Linked DNA regions of Capsicum annuum: region 1 is linked to region 2. Evidence: chromatin contacts called from public Hi-C data. All regions are on one chromosome and are shown on one strand. Each heading gives the region's core, a stretch centred on a gene start, on an enhancer-like site or on the middle of the called end of the contact. The rest is flanking DNA. Distances are from core to core; before and after follow the strand shown. Region 1 has its middle 25 kb from the start of LOC107852827. Region 2 overlaps LOC107870627 (a long non-coding RNA gene).

Region 1 (6,004 bases), core at 824-3,323, 660 kb after region 2:
ATCCAATCTCTTTCCAAATTTATGAAGGCCAATCCATCTATTGCTCGACTGTCAGCTGCTAAGCATCTTCCCCGGTCTTCTTCTTTTTCAATAACTTTTTCAATTTGAGCTATGTTACTCTCCATGGCTCGGCAATATCTTCTTATGTGTCCTATTTTTTTCACACCGATAGCATTTGAGAGGCTTCTTACTGTAATTGTTAAAAAACTCTTCTTTATTTCCAGACGAGCTTGAACCACCTGAGAATTAAGAGTGAGGCATATCTCTTGCTTTTCCTTTAAGATTCCTCTTGTCAGTTACAAAAGCGTTTCCTTCTCTTTCTTTGACAAATTCACTAGCCAGTTGTTTGGCTAGTAACTCATGTGGTGAAATAAATTCTCAAATTCCTCCAAGGATGGTTGTTGAGACCATCCTTGAATCGATGTTACAAAGGGAATATATTCTGTCTTCAAACCACGAATGATAAATCTTCTCATTCGTGCTTCAGAGATAGCCTCGTTCTTATCCAATAAAGAAATCTCAGAACATAATCGTTCCTATCCAAAATAGAAATCTCAGAACATAAGTTCTTGATATTTAAAAAATACTCGGTAATAGAAAGATTACCTTGAGTGGTGTTCTCCAATTCATTCTCCAATATTTGTAGTCGAGCTTTATTTTTCTTGTTGAACAACTATCGAGCAGCCTCCATATTTCATGAGCTGATTTACACCTTATGATGTGGTCAAATAAACTAGAGGAGATAGAGCTTTTCAGAATAAACTCTGCCTTCGCATTAATCTGCTTCCACTTCTTGTATACACTACTGTTCTCCGATTTGTCTTCCGAAGGACTTGTGTTACTCCCTTTAACAACATCCTACAAATCCTCACCCACAAGGTATGATTCCATGCAAATCTTTCATACCTTGTAATTGGACTGATTCAACAACTCCATTCCAAGTCCATTAACGCGACCGCTTATATCCATTCAGACAAAACTGTTGAATCGACCACAAACTCGATCTTGAAATAAACACAAGTCAATCTACGACTTTGACTCTGATACCATGTTAGAACGGATCTTGGGCCTAACTTAACCTCAAAGTCGTAGATTGACTTGTGTTTATTTCAAGAACGGATCTTGGGCCTAACTTAACCTCAAAAGCTAGCTCATGGGGGGGGGGATTGTCCAAATTCATATAAGCAAACCACCAGTCCATTCCCCAATCAATGTGGAACTTTTACCCACTCTACCCGGGAGCCTAAACGGGGATGGACCTAACTCTGATACCATGTAGAGAATAGCTGAAGAAAGGTGTAACTGGAAAGACCTTCTGCTAGTCCAAGATCGTTAACTATGATCGAAAGATTCAACTAAGAAGAGGAAGTTAGGTGTAAGAAGATATTGAAAGAGAGAACTTGGATTTGGAAGAAGACTACTTAAATTGATTTGTTTTTTGGTTGGTTGCATATGTACAAGACCTACCCCTATTTATTCTAATCTATGGATGGTTCTAGAAATTCTTCTAGATACATCTACAAGAATAATCTAGTGAACTTTATCTTCTACCACTAATCTAGAATATTTAGATAATTCTACTAGATACTTGTTCGTGACACTACACTAGGACATTCTACAAGAACCTATGATATTCCATCACTAGACTATTCCAGAAACGTAACTAGAAAACTATGATTTTCATTCTTCCAAAGATTCACTTTAGATATTTTTCACAGGGTGGGTTGGGATTTTAGGGAGAAATTAGTTATTTTAATTATTGGCCAACTAATTATTAATTAAAATAGCCTCAATAGGTAGACGCGGAGGGCATTTTAGGCCCAATAGGTAGACGGAGAGCATTTATGCACCATTTCACATAGTTGAAGGGCATTTTTAGGCCTTTTTCTGTAAAATATAAAAAGAATTCTTGTGCATATGTACAGCACAAGACGCTATGGGTGCGAAAAGCAAGGGCTATTGATAGGCCTGGGCATCAAGTCGAGTCAAACTTGATCAAGCCTTTACAATATCAAGCCGAGCTGAACTAGTTCGATTAAGCCTGTCAAATCTAGCGGCTAGAGCATCGACACTAAAAAGGTCGAAAACTGACGGCTGACCTCTATTTTTTGCATAAAACCAATGCAAAACTGACGGATCGACTAGGTCAGAATTGGCTCGGTCAGTTTAAGGACCACATTTATTGAGTAAACAACTTTTAAGTTATAGTCGCTAAGATGTGATTCTATTACAGACCGGCATGGATGACATACCCAAGTTCATCAAGTACAGACCTGCATAGATGACATAACCAAGTCCATCAAGTACAGATCTGCATGGATGATATACCCAAGCCCATTAACTCCACAAACCAATAAGTCATCTGTAACTTCACCAAGCAGAGACTTGACCTCCTTAAATTTTTCTAAAAGGTATGCACTTTCAAGGCAGAAGCCGTATCAAGAGTCCCTATCTATGATACACTTCAGCTGATATTGAGCCATTGATGCACAATGGGATCAACATCAAGCCTGATATATACTTGCATTTCGGGATGAGCCCAACATAAATTGAGATCATTGATATTCAAAAACAAACAAACATTTAGCACATCTAAGTAAAAATTTTGAGAAGGCAATGAAAACTTATACAAAATGTTTTGCAAGCTTTTGCTGCCAAGTGTCAACAGTATAGCAACAAAAATCACGTCAATGGGATCGTATTCTAGTAGTCAGTACTAATACATATGGAAGATCTATTCCATTTTCTCTTTGAACAAAAAAAACAGTACTACATACTTCCAAAATTAGAAACTAAACTCAGTCAGTTTAGCACCCATAAAATTTAGCAGAAACCAGAATCCACTAGGATTTTTAAAGCATGGAAACTCAATAAAGAAGAAATTTTTTCAACTTATCCCCATGTTTAATGGGGCTTCCTGCCACAACCACCACCCTTATTCTTCTTGCCCTTGTTCTTTTTATTACCACCCTTACTCTTCTTCTTCCCTTCACCAAAAGAAAAAGACTGCTTCGTATCAAATGATGCTTTATGTGCAGAAGGTTTTAATAACTCTTTAACATCAAGCACCCCATTTCTGAAGTGACCTTCAGTTGATTTCAGCACCCTGTCCTCAGATCTGCGCCTTCCTGATGCTTTTCTTGAACTACTTCCCCCGAATCGTCCAAGTACCAAATTCTACAAGACAAATAAGTTAGCAATTTATTTTAAGGGGAAATTTCAATAAACAACTCCAAAGACAGCTTATTTTTGAACCTCTTCTTGCATTTTCTCCCACTTCCTTCTGTTTCTTCATCATTACTCGTGCTACACTTAATGGTAATCTCTGTTTCTTCTGAGGCTGCCACAATTAATAGGAACATTAGTAACAGATGCAGAAAATATTACAGTATTCATCAAAAAATTGCAGAAAATACTAACACTGCAAATGTATTATTCATAAAGTTCATTCCTCACATTCCCACCAAGTGCAACTACTTTCATGTTCTCCAACTCCTTTTTCCTTCCATGTTATGTGCGCAGAGCCTGAAAATAGGACAGAGAACCTGGTCAGTGCTAATCTATCCAAGAAAATGATCAAGCACTAAATCTGTTTTCATAAGACAGCATCAGAACTAACATCAACATTGCGTATATATTAACACCACGCTATACATGAAGAGGGTCCGGTATGTAAAGAAGTGAAAGCCGTGGGAGCTCGATTATCATCCTTCTTAGACTATCAAATAAATTACAAAGTACCCATATTTTACATAAGCTCATCCCATCAGCACTGTGTTAAAATCCTGCTAGCACTATATAAAAATCAAACAGATAATTGGAAAAAAAAATCAAATAGTCGAGTTTCGAGTTGGTCATGCTAAGAAGCTCTTTGCTAGGAAAAACTTCTATGTTCTACAAGACTTGTCCAGTACAGTTCAACTGGAAATCTAAATGCGATGAACCTGTTGAAGTTATTAGGGTAAGGTGGCTAAGACAGAAACTTGGGCAGGGAAGCTACCAAAATCACAAGAAGAAGAAATGTTTTGGCAGTGGAAAGGAATTTTGATGGATGTGTGTTTGAATGCCTTCGGGATGATATAAACCAAGGAAGACTGACACAAAATGGAAGTTTACCAACTTCAATACTATTGGTTCATTGGAACCTTTTTCCAAATAAGTTGCATGGGCTACCTTTTCTCAAGATTGTGGATATCATTCTTCCCCGATATGTGCACAACGAAAATGCGTACAACTTCAGTTGCTTTGTCTTTGAAGTATAAACTTTATATTTAGTTGCTATGTCTGAGATGCTTATTATGCATTACTTTCATTGTGTGATCAACCTGATGACTAAGCCAATGATGTTCAATGAATGGTTTGGTATTTTAAATACTCGAATAGTTGTCTATGTCTATGATGAGGAAAAGATCATGGCTTGTAACAAAGAGGTGATACACAGCCAGTGAATCTGTTTTATTAATAGTCACAAATCTAGAACCACATCGTTGCTTTCTACAGTAACAATGATTATTTATATTGCACTGTCCAATTCTATCACCGTGTTATGGAGTTGAAGCCTATGGAAGAAAAGGAACAACTAACTAGGTAGCACCATTGTCTATCACTCCGTCCAATTCTACCACAGCATTGCTTTCTAATGATTGATTCAATATATCGATTGTTGGTGTGTAGTTTATAACTCCCCAACTGGGTGGCACCATTGTCCTTTTCTTGTATACTTTTGTCGTGCCTTCAAGATTCCACTTCCAAATTAACATGATTTGAGATAAGGAAAATGTAGCTTCAGCACTACCTCTACGTCAACTGGATGGCACTCTATTCATAATAAAGTAGTAACCGTTATCTCAGGCAAAGGAATGTAAAGTTTCCTTCATATGTCTGGACGAGATTAAGTAAAAGCATTTCTCTTCTTTTAAAAGAAGGGTTACAGCAAGTAAAGGCATTTAATCAACAAGCATCAACTACAGTCCTAACGCTGGAATTTGAGATGTTTGTTATTAAACTCCTTCATGTCCATATTTAAGGATATTGCTGTTATGTTTGTATTAAGCTCCTTCACAAGAAACTATTATTATGCAACCTCAGATTTCTAACCCTCATTCCATCTGCTTTCATGTTAATCATCACTTTTTGTCAATTGACCAAGTCTAGCTTCCTTTTATCTGCATTTGCTTCCCACAAGAAATTACTCCTTATGATGTGCAGTGTTTTCTTTCACAGACAGCTTAAAAGGAACGTTATATATGTTGGAACTCCATCCAACAAACTGCTTATCAAGTTAAGTCTGCCACCAAAAGATAAATACTGTTTTTCCATGGGGTCAATTTATTGATGCATTTATTTATGGACCCTTATGAGATCCTTTTTTCATTCTTTTTAGCACCAAAAGGAAGACCCAAATAAGTAGTAGGTAGTTGTTCAACCTTGCATCCCAATACCTCAGCTAGCTCGTCAACACAATTGTAAACATTAATGCTAAACAAGCTGCTTTTTGCCAGAATCACCCTAAGACCAGTCACAGCCTCAACAGTTAGCAGAATCCCTCTTAAGGTACAGAAATAGTTCTTTCATCTGCTTCACAGATTACCAGAGTATCGTCCGCATATAGAACGTGAGATATATCACACTTAACACCAGCTCTTCTTCCAACCTATAATCCCCTTATCCAACCCAAATTCCCACCCTTTTTAGCATTCAATTATCTCCATAGGCAAAACAAATAGATATGGAGATAAAGGATCCCCCAGCCATAATCTTCCAAAAGATTCGAAAAAACTTTGAGGACTTCCATTAATAGAACTGAGAATCTCACTGTGGATATACAATATTCAATCCAGTACACCCATTTTTGACCAAAATTCATTTGTTCATGATATCCAAAAAAACATTCCCAGTTAACATGATCCAATTCCAGTTTGCAAATCATGAAAAGGGGCTTGCTTTACCTGGCTAGTGGGCCAAGCAAGCAGTCCTAACACCGGACAATCTCATGAAAAGGGGG
Region 2 (6,237 bases), core at 3,396-5,895:
TTCTTTCTTTCTTTCATGATTTTCTTAGCTCGGTGGGTTTAGCTTCGATTGAAGCTAATACCACCACCTAAGCGAGAAAAAACAAATCAAGAAGATTAAAGGTTCCTTAAGTAATTCATTTATTTGTGAAATAGGATGGTCCAACCTCCGAATCAGAATGTCCAAAATAGATCTGATGTTACTGTTGTTTGAATACTCGACCCAATAACATCCCAAACTCTTACTGAATGTAGGTGTTGCTATTCAAAAGAAATCACTTCCAGCACCAGGTAATGTCGTTTCTATGTTCATTCACATCTGGAAGCACTGTAAACCCTATTTTCACTTATTATTACCATGTTTTAGATACTAATCTACTTGATGGAGCTCCTATTTCTAGTTGTGTGAAGTTGAGATTATTTCTGATATGATATGCTAAACTAGAATGAAAACAGTTTTTATTTTATAATCACCTTCATGATTTCTCCACATTTTGCACTCTGCTTCAAATTAATTCTCTGTTCTAACAAACCAGCTTCACCACAATAGTAATTCCACACCTTTTCAGTTGTCTCACTTTTAAGAAAGAGATGTTGGATGGTTTCTTTTTAGGATTGCTGCAACAACTACATCTTTCATCAATGTTTGGATTTCATCCATGCATTATGCAGCAACTGGAGTTAATGCATGCCATATCCTCCAGGTTAAAAAAGGAAAATTTAAAAGGCAACCCCTTGATCCAAATAGCCTTTAGCTCTTCATTGTCATCAGTTCTTTGCCTTAATAAATCCTAAGCAACCTCTACTATTCTTGATATACTAAGATTTATCCATCACATCTTTATAGAATAAAAATCCCATATTATCTCTAACATGATTACTATATGATTAGGGACCTCATTCTTCATACTTTTATAGTTCCAACCCTCTTCCCTAGTAAATTCTGCAATATCTGTCAAAGGGTGAAATTTCTGAATGTTAGATTGTTGTTTAAATAATGGACCAGTATTGGTTCAATTATCAAATCAGATTGTAGAGGTTTCACTTTTAGGTTCCCACCATAAATATTGGTCTGCTTTGTCTCTGATATTGTACATAGCCTTCCACATTTGAGATCCCCCTCTCCATTGTACCAAGGTAGGTAACTGTTTTTTGCCGTACTTATTTCAAAGAAAATCATTCCACAGGTTACTTTGTGTCCTAAACCTCCACCATAACTTAGCATTCAAAGCTTGAGACACATTATTAAGAGACCTAAACCTAAGCCCCCTTCCTGTTTGGGTAAACAAACCTTATTCCAAGCAACCCAGTGTTTGCCTCTTCCTGCCTCTTTGTTGTTCCAAAAGAATTTAGCAAATTTTTTTTGGAAGTCTTTGACAACACTTTTAGGAGGAACTATTGCTGGAAGGATATAAATAGGAATACTCTGTAGTACTCTTTTAATAAGAATTTCTTTACCTCCACAGGATAATAGCCTACTCTTAATTTTGTCTATTAAATTTGCATAATACTCTTTTTTATTCTTTGAATGTGATAAGGGGAAGCTAAGGTATTTGAGAAAGGAAAAGAGCCTTTGATCATTCCTGTAGTATCTCTCCACTAGGTGCATTATGATACATGTAGAAAAAGTTTGTCCCTATTCACCTTTTAATCAGATTCTAGCTCATATTCTTGCGAAATCTTTCTGATGTTCTACATAGAATACCTATTAGAAAAGAAAAAAATTATTGTATCATCAGCATATGTTAAATGATTCAAATTAGAACTCCACTTAGGCATTCCATAACCTATAAAGCAATCATCTTTAAACAACTAATTAAGAGCCTTTGTCATCACTTCTGCAGACAATGTAAAAAGAGCAGGAGACAAAGGATCCCCCTGCTTCACTCCTCTAGTAGAGTGAAAAAAGCCCACAGATTGACCGTTTAATAGTATTGAGCAGTAATTATTAGAGATCAATCTCCATATCACATAACCGCCCTATTAGAGAAGCGTATTTTCCTTATAATCTTCATCAAGAAGTATCAAGAAACCCTATCATATACTTTAGCCATATCCAGTTTCATCAAAATATTAGAAGGGTTCCCTCTCTTTTCAATATCTTCTATCAGTTCTTGAGCTAATAAAACATTTTCACTAATACTTCTTCCTTTAAAAAAAACCTGATTAATTAGGAGAAATCAATCTAGGTAGAATGTTTTTCATCCTATTATGCATAATTCTTGAGAGGATTTTATTCACAAACTTATATTTCTTCCTTTAACAAAACCTGATTAATTAGGAGATATCAATCTAGGTAGAATGTTTTTCATCCTATCATGCATAATTCTTGAGAGGATTTTATTCACAAACTTACCAAGACTAATTGGTCTCAAATCTAAAAAAAATTGTACATTATCTTTTTTAGAAATGAGCACCAAATTAGTGTGAGTAATAGATTTAGGGAGGGAATTTCCTGCAAAAAAAACTCTACACCAGTCTAAAATATCACTACCAATAATATCCCAATAAGACTGAAATAACCTCCCAAATAAACCATCAGGTCTACAAGCACTATCTTCACTTAAGTTAAATACAACCTTTTTAACCTCTTCACCATCAGGAGGAGCCCCTAATGCCACATTGTCCGTATCAGAAACTAACTCAGGGATATGTTCTATTAAAGAAAATGCAGTAACATCTCTCTGTTGAGAAAACTGTTTGTGATAGAAGTTAGCAACCTCGATAGTAATTTGATCTTCATCTTCCAGTCAACAACCCCAAGCATTTAATATTCTGGAAATCTTAAGCCTATTTTTCTCCCACCTTTAACAATGCTATGAAAGAACTTTGTATTTTTATCCTACTTTCAAACCAGTCATAACCAATCTTCTATTGCCAATAGCTCTCCTCTAGATCTAAATACCTGGTGTATTCAGCCATTTGCTTATTGCATTACAACCCTGTTATCTTTTATACGGTTATCTTCAAAGAACTTTTCCTATATTCTGGAAATTTCCTCTCTAATGAGAAGTTGCTAAAAAATATCTCCATAGACTTGCCTACTCCACATAGTAAGAGCTTGCTTCATCTATTTGATCTTTCTTTTAAAGTCCAAAAAAGGATTTTCTGAGAAACTAGTATCCCAATTTCTTCTAATAACCTCTTTTAATTATACATGATTTATCCAAAACTTTAAAAATTTAAAAGGTCTTTGGACTTTGATAGATCGATTTTCGCATTTAAGAAACAAAGGATCAATGATCCAATCCATCTCTTGGTAAGTGTTCAATCTCAACATGTGAAAATATGTTTTGGAATTCAGTATTAATCAACACTCTATTAAGCCTCTCTAATATACAATCAACTCCTCCTCTTCCATTCACCAAGTAAAGGGGCTACCATTGCACTGCACCTGTAAAATATCATAAGACTATATACAATTTTAAAAATCTTCTACATCACCACTAGTAATTAGAATTTCACCCATATTCTTATCTCTATTAAGAACAACATTGAAATCAAACCCTATTAGTCAAGGATCAGGCTGGCCATAGGAGATAGAATAAATATCATCCCAAATCTCCAACCTTTGATTTTTATCATATTTTCTATAGATAATTGTCACCATGAAGCATACACCACTAGATATTTCACACAATTGTCATGAAATTTGTTGTTCTGTATCAGTAATTATATTGACTATAAAACCATGATTGACAAAGAACCAAATTTTTCCTAAATAATTGTGAAGCACTAGAGACATCTGAATTCTGTTCTTATATTTGTTGATTGTTCTTCTATGTTGAAAAGGCTCCAATAAGGCTATAAAAGAAAACTTTTGAAACTTGTGTAACATTTGAATCCTCTGAAAGGCCTTTTGTGACTTTCACAGATCTGATATTCCAAATTATAGCCTTCATTAAAGCTTTGTCTTTTGAGACACTCGACTTCTCTTTGGTTGGACCCTGATAGGTAGTGAAACCTCACCATTGCCCCATTTCTTCCTCTTATTTCTTGATTTAATAACTTTCATAGCCCTTGGAGATAAATCCTTTTGACTAAGGAAGTCATCTTCCTTACATTCCTTATCAGAGTTATTCTCTAGCAGCTCAACTTCATTCACCTCTGTAATATTATGAGTGATAATATTATGAAGAACAACATTTGAAGATTCAACACTCCAAGCTAATGATTCATCAACATCTAAAGGGAAATCAGTTATAGCCATCTTATTATCTCTGGTTGGGACCACATTATTTTCATTACTGCATATCTGTCCCTTGATAACTCACTGACATTGTTGATTTTTTGTTGATGTAGTGAGGAATCTGCACTTGATCTCACCATCTTTTTATTGCATACACTTCTATGATGCCATGGTTTTGTTTTCTGCTTTAGTTCTGTATGTCTTGCTTCCTCCGATCCTTCATCAGAGTACTCATTTCATTACGTGTATGACTTGATTCCATTGTATTCTTTTGAATTATTAGAATGTTGAACTCTGTCAATTGACCCTATTTCACTTTGCTTTGTGAATTCAGTCTGTTGTGAAAGTGCATTTTCTGGCCCTTTTTCTTTGCTAGTATAATTTTCCACCTCTTCCCTAGCTTTACTTTTGGATGGATCTGCTGTATTGAAGGTGCCAGACTCCTTAACCCCATATTCTCTATCTTCACTTTTTGATGAATTTGCTAAGTTGAAAGTGCCAGACTCCTTAATTCCCTCTTACTGCTGGTGCGTCTTCTCAATGCTTATTCTCTTATTGTTTGCAGGGGCTTTATCAACTGAGGCTGCTGTCACTACTACTATTTGTGGAAAAGATTTGGAAACCCAATCTTTTGTGGATTACTACTCTACCTTGTCACTTTGTATTTCTTGCACTTTATTTGTTGATATAATAGTTGTATCTTCTATATTTTCTCTGTGTATCCCCCTTTTCTCTAACAAAATATTGAAAGGGCTATTGTCACATATCTCTTTATCTGGACTTGAAGCTCTTTCACTGAGATATTCCATATTAATAAACCTTCTTCTTGTAGGATTCCACTTTTAATACTGCTTGGTCTACCTTCTTTCATTAGCTTTCGAATCGGAGACTTTGATTTATTCTTTTTAAGAGTGATATCTTTGTCTCTTTTCTTCTTGAGATGGATTCAATTGTGGATGTAACACTTTACACTCCATTTCATCAAGACCTTTAAGCTTGCATTCGTTGCAGTACTTAGGAAGGAAATCACACTTGATCTTGACCTTTTCTATTCTTGATTCCTTAGTGTTGGAGTTGACAATCTCCATCTCCAGACACTTAGGAAAATCTAAAAGTAGGTCCACTTGTACCTTGACCCTAGCATAGCTAGGTCTAGTTTTATTCACTAGAGCCATATCCAGATGAATAGGCTTACCAACAGCCGAAGCAAATGAAAAAAGGGACTCCTTTACAAAAAAGGTTGGCTTAGGCCTGAAAATGAAATCCATACCATAGCTTGTGTAGTTTCTTCATCCACCTTAAATTTAGCATAATAGATCAGTGGTCTCATCTAATAGGAATACCCCTCTTTATCATTGACATAGTACAGAGTCTTTTCCATCACATTCACAAAATCTTCAATAAATTCAAATCTCATAAGGATATGACGACTCCTCAAATAGCCTATCTTACAGACTCCTTTCACCGTAGTTGTTTAGACAATTGCATTCTTAGATCATCTAATTCAGGCCAATCGTAAGAGAATTTATCAATGATAGCATATGGAAGTTCCTCTATAATATTCGTCCGCTCAACTCTTTTTCCATCCTTACAACTTTAGGAACACCATTAACAAAGTTATACTGTCTAATTGGACCGGGGTTGAATCTTTGGTTTACTAGGACTCTTAGGAGAGTTCATTGTAACAAGATTTAAACAAATTTGCATAATTATGTCGCTATTGATCTGGCTTCGTTGCAACAGTCGATGAAACCATAGCCATTTTGCTAGGGTTTTGGGGTAATGAAGCGAATTCTTCTTGAGAAATAGTTAAACATGACTGGCCAACCATAAAATCTGGCTGGCAGTAGCCGACAAGGCCATCCCGACAAATAAAATTCAAACAAAAGTCGGCGGCAACAAGGTTTAAGAGGCGACAACTTTCGAGTATTAAAAGTGTTATGAAATAATAAAGAAAAAAGAAGAATAAAAAGGAAGAAAGAGAGTGATTCTTATTTTTATTAAGGAATTGGATTGAGGAATAAATTACAATGAAGAGTACCTATCTATTTATAGAGGAGAATTGACTTA

What was found. Hi-C and Micro-C count contacts between places; a contact is called where the count stands out from the background.
Region 1: a Hi-C map of leaf shows a contact between it and region 2, with 2.2 times the contacts expected there. The contact joins two enhancer-like sites. A contact is called at or near these places in 2 of 5 Hi-C or Micro-C datasets (leaf and placenta).

The regions. Positions count from the first base shown.
Region 1 is chr5:125,002,583-125,008,586 of UCD10Xv1.1, forward strand. No RefSeq gene overlaps it. Among protein-coding and RNA genes, the nearest start is that of LOC107852827, 25 kb to the left of the region's middle. Within about 2 kb of position 2,074, at least 2 of the 5 cell types and tissues checked have an H3K27ac peak or open chromatin away from gene starts, as enhancers often do. A contact at or near this core is called in leaf, where this site is marked.
Region 2 is chr5:124,343,831-124,350,067 of UCD10Xv1.1, forward strand. LOC107870627 (a long non-coding RNA gene) reads left to right here. Exons shown (of 2, transcript XR_001674216.2): 1 at 1-269; 2 at 4,733-5,013. Among protein-coding and RNA genes, the nearest start is that of LOC107870627, 3.6 kb to the left of the region's middle. Within about 2 kb of position 4,646, at least 4 of the 5 cell types and tissues checked have an H3K27ac peak or open chromatin away from gene starts, as enhancers often do. A contact at or near this core is called in leaf, where this site is marked.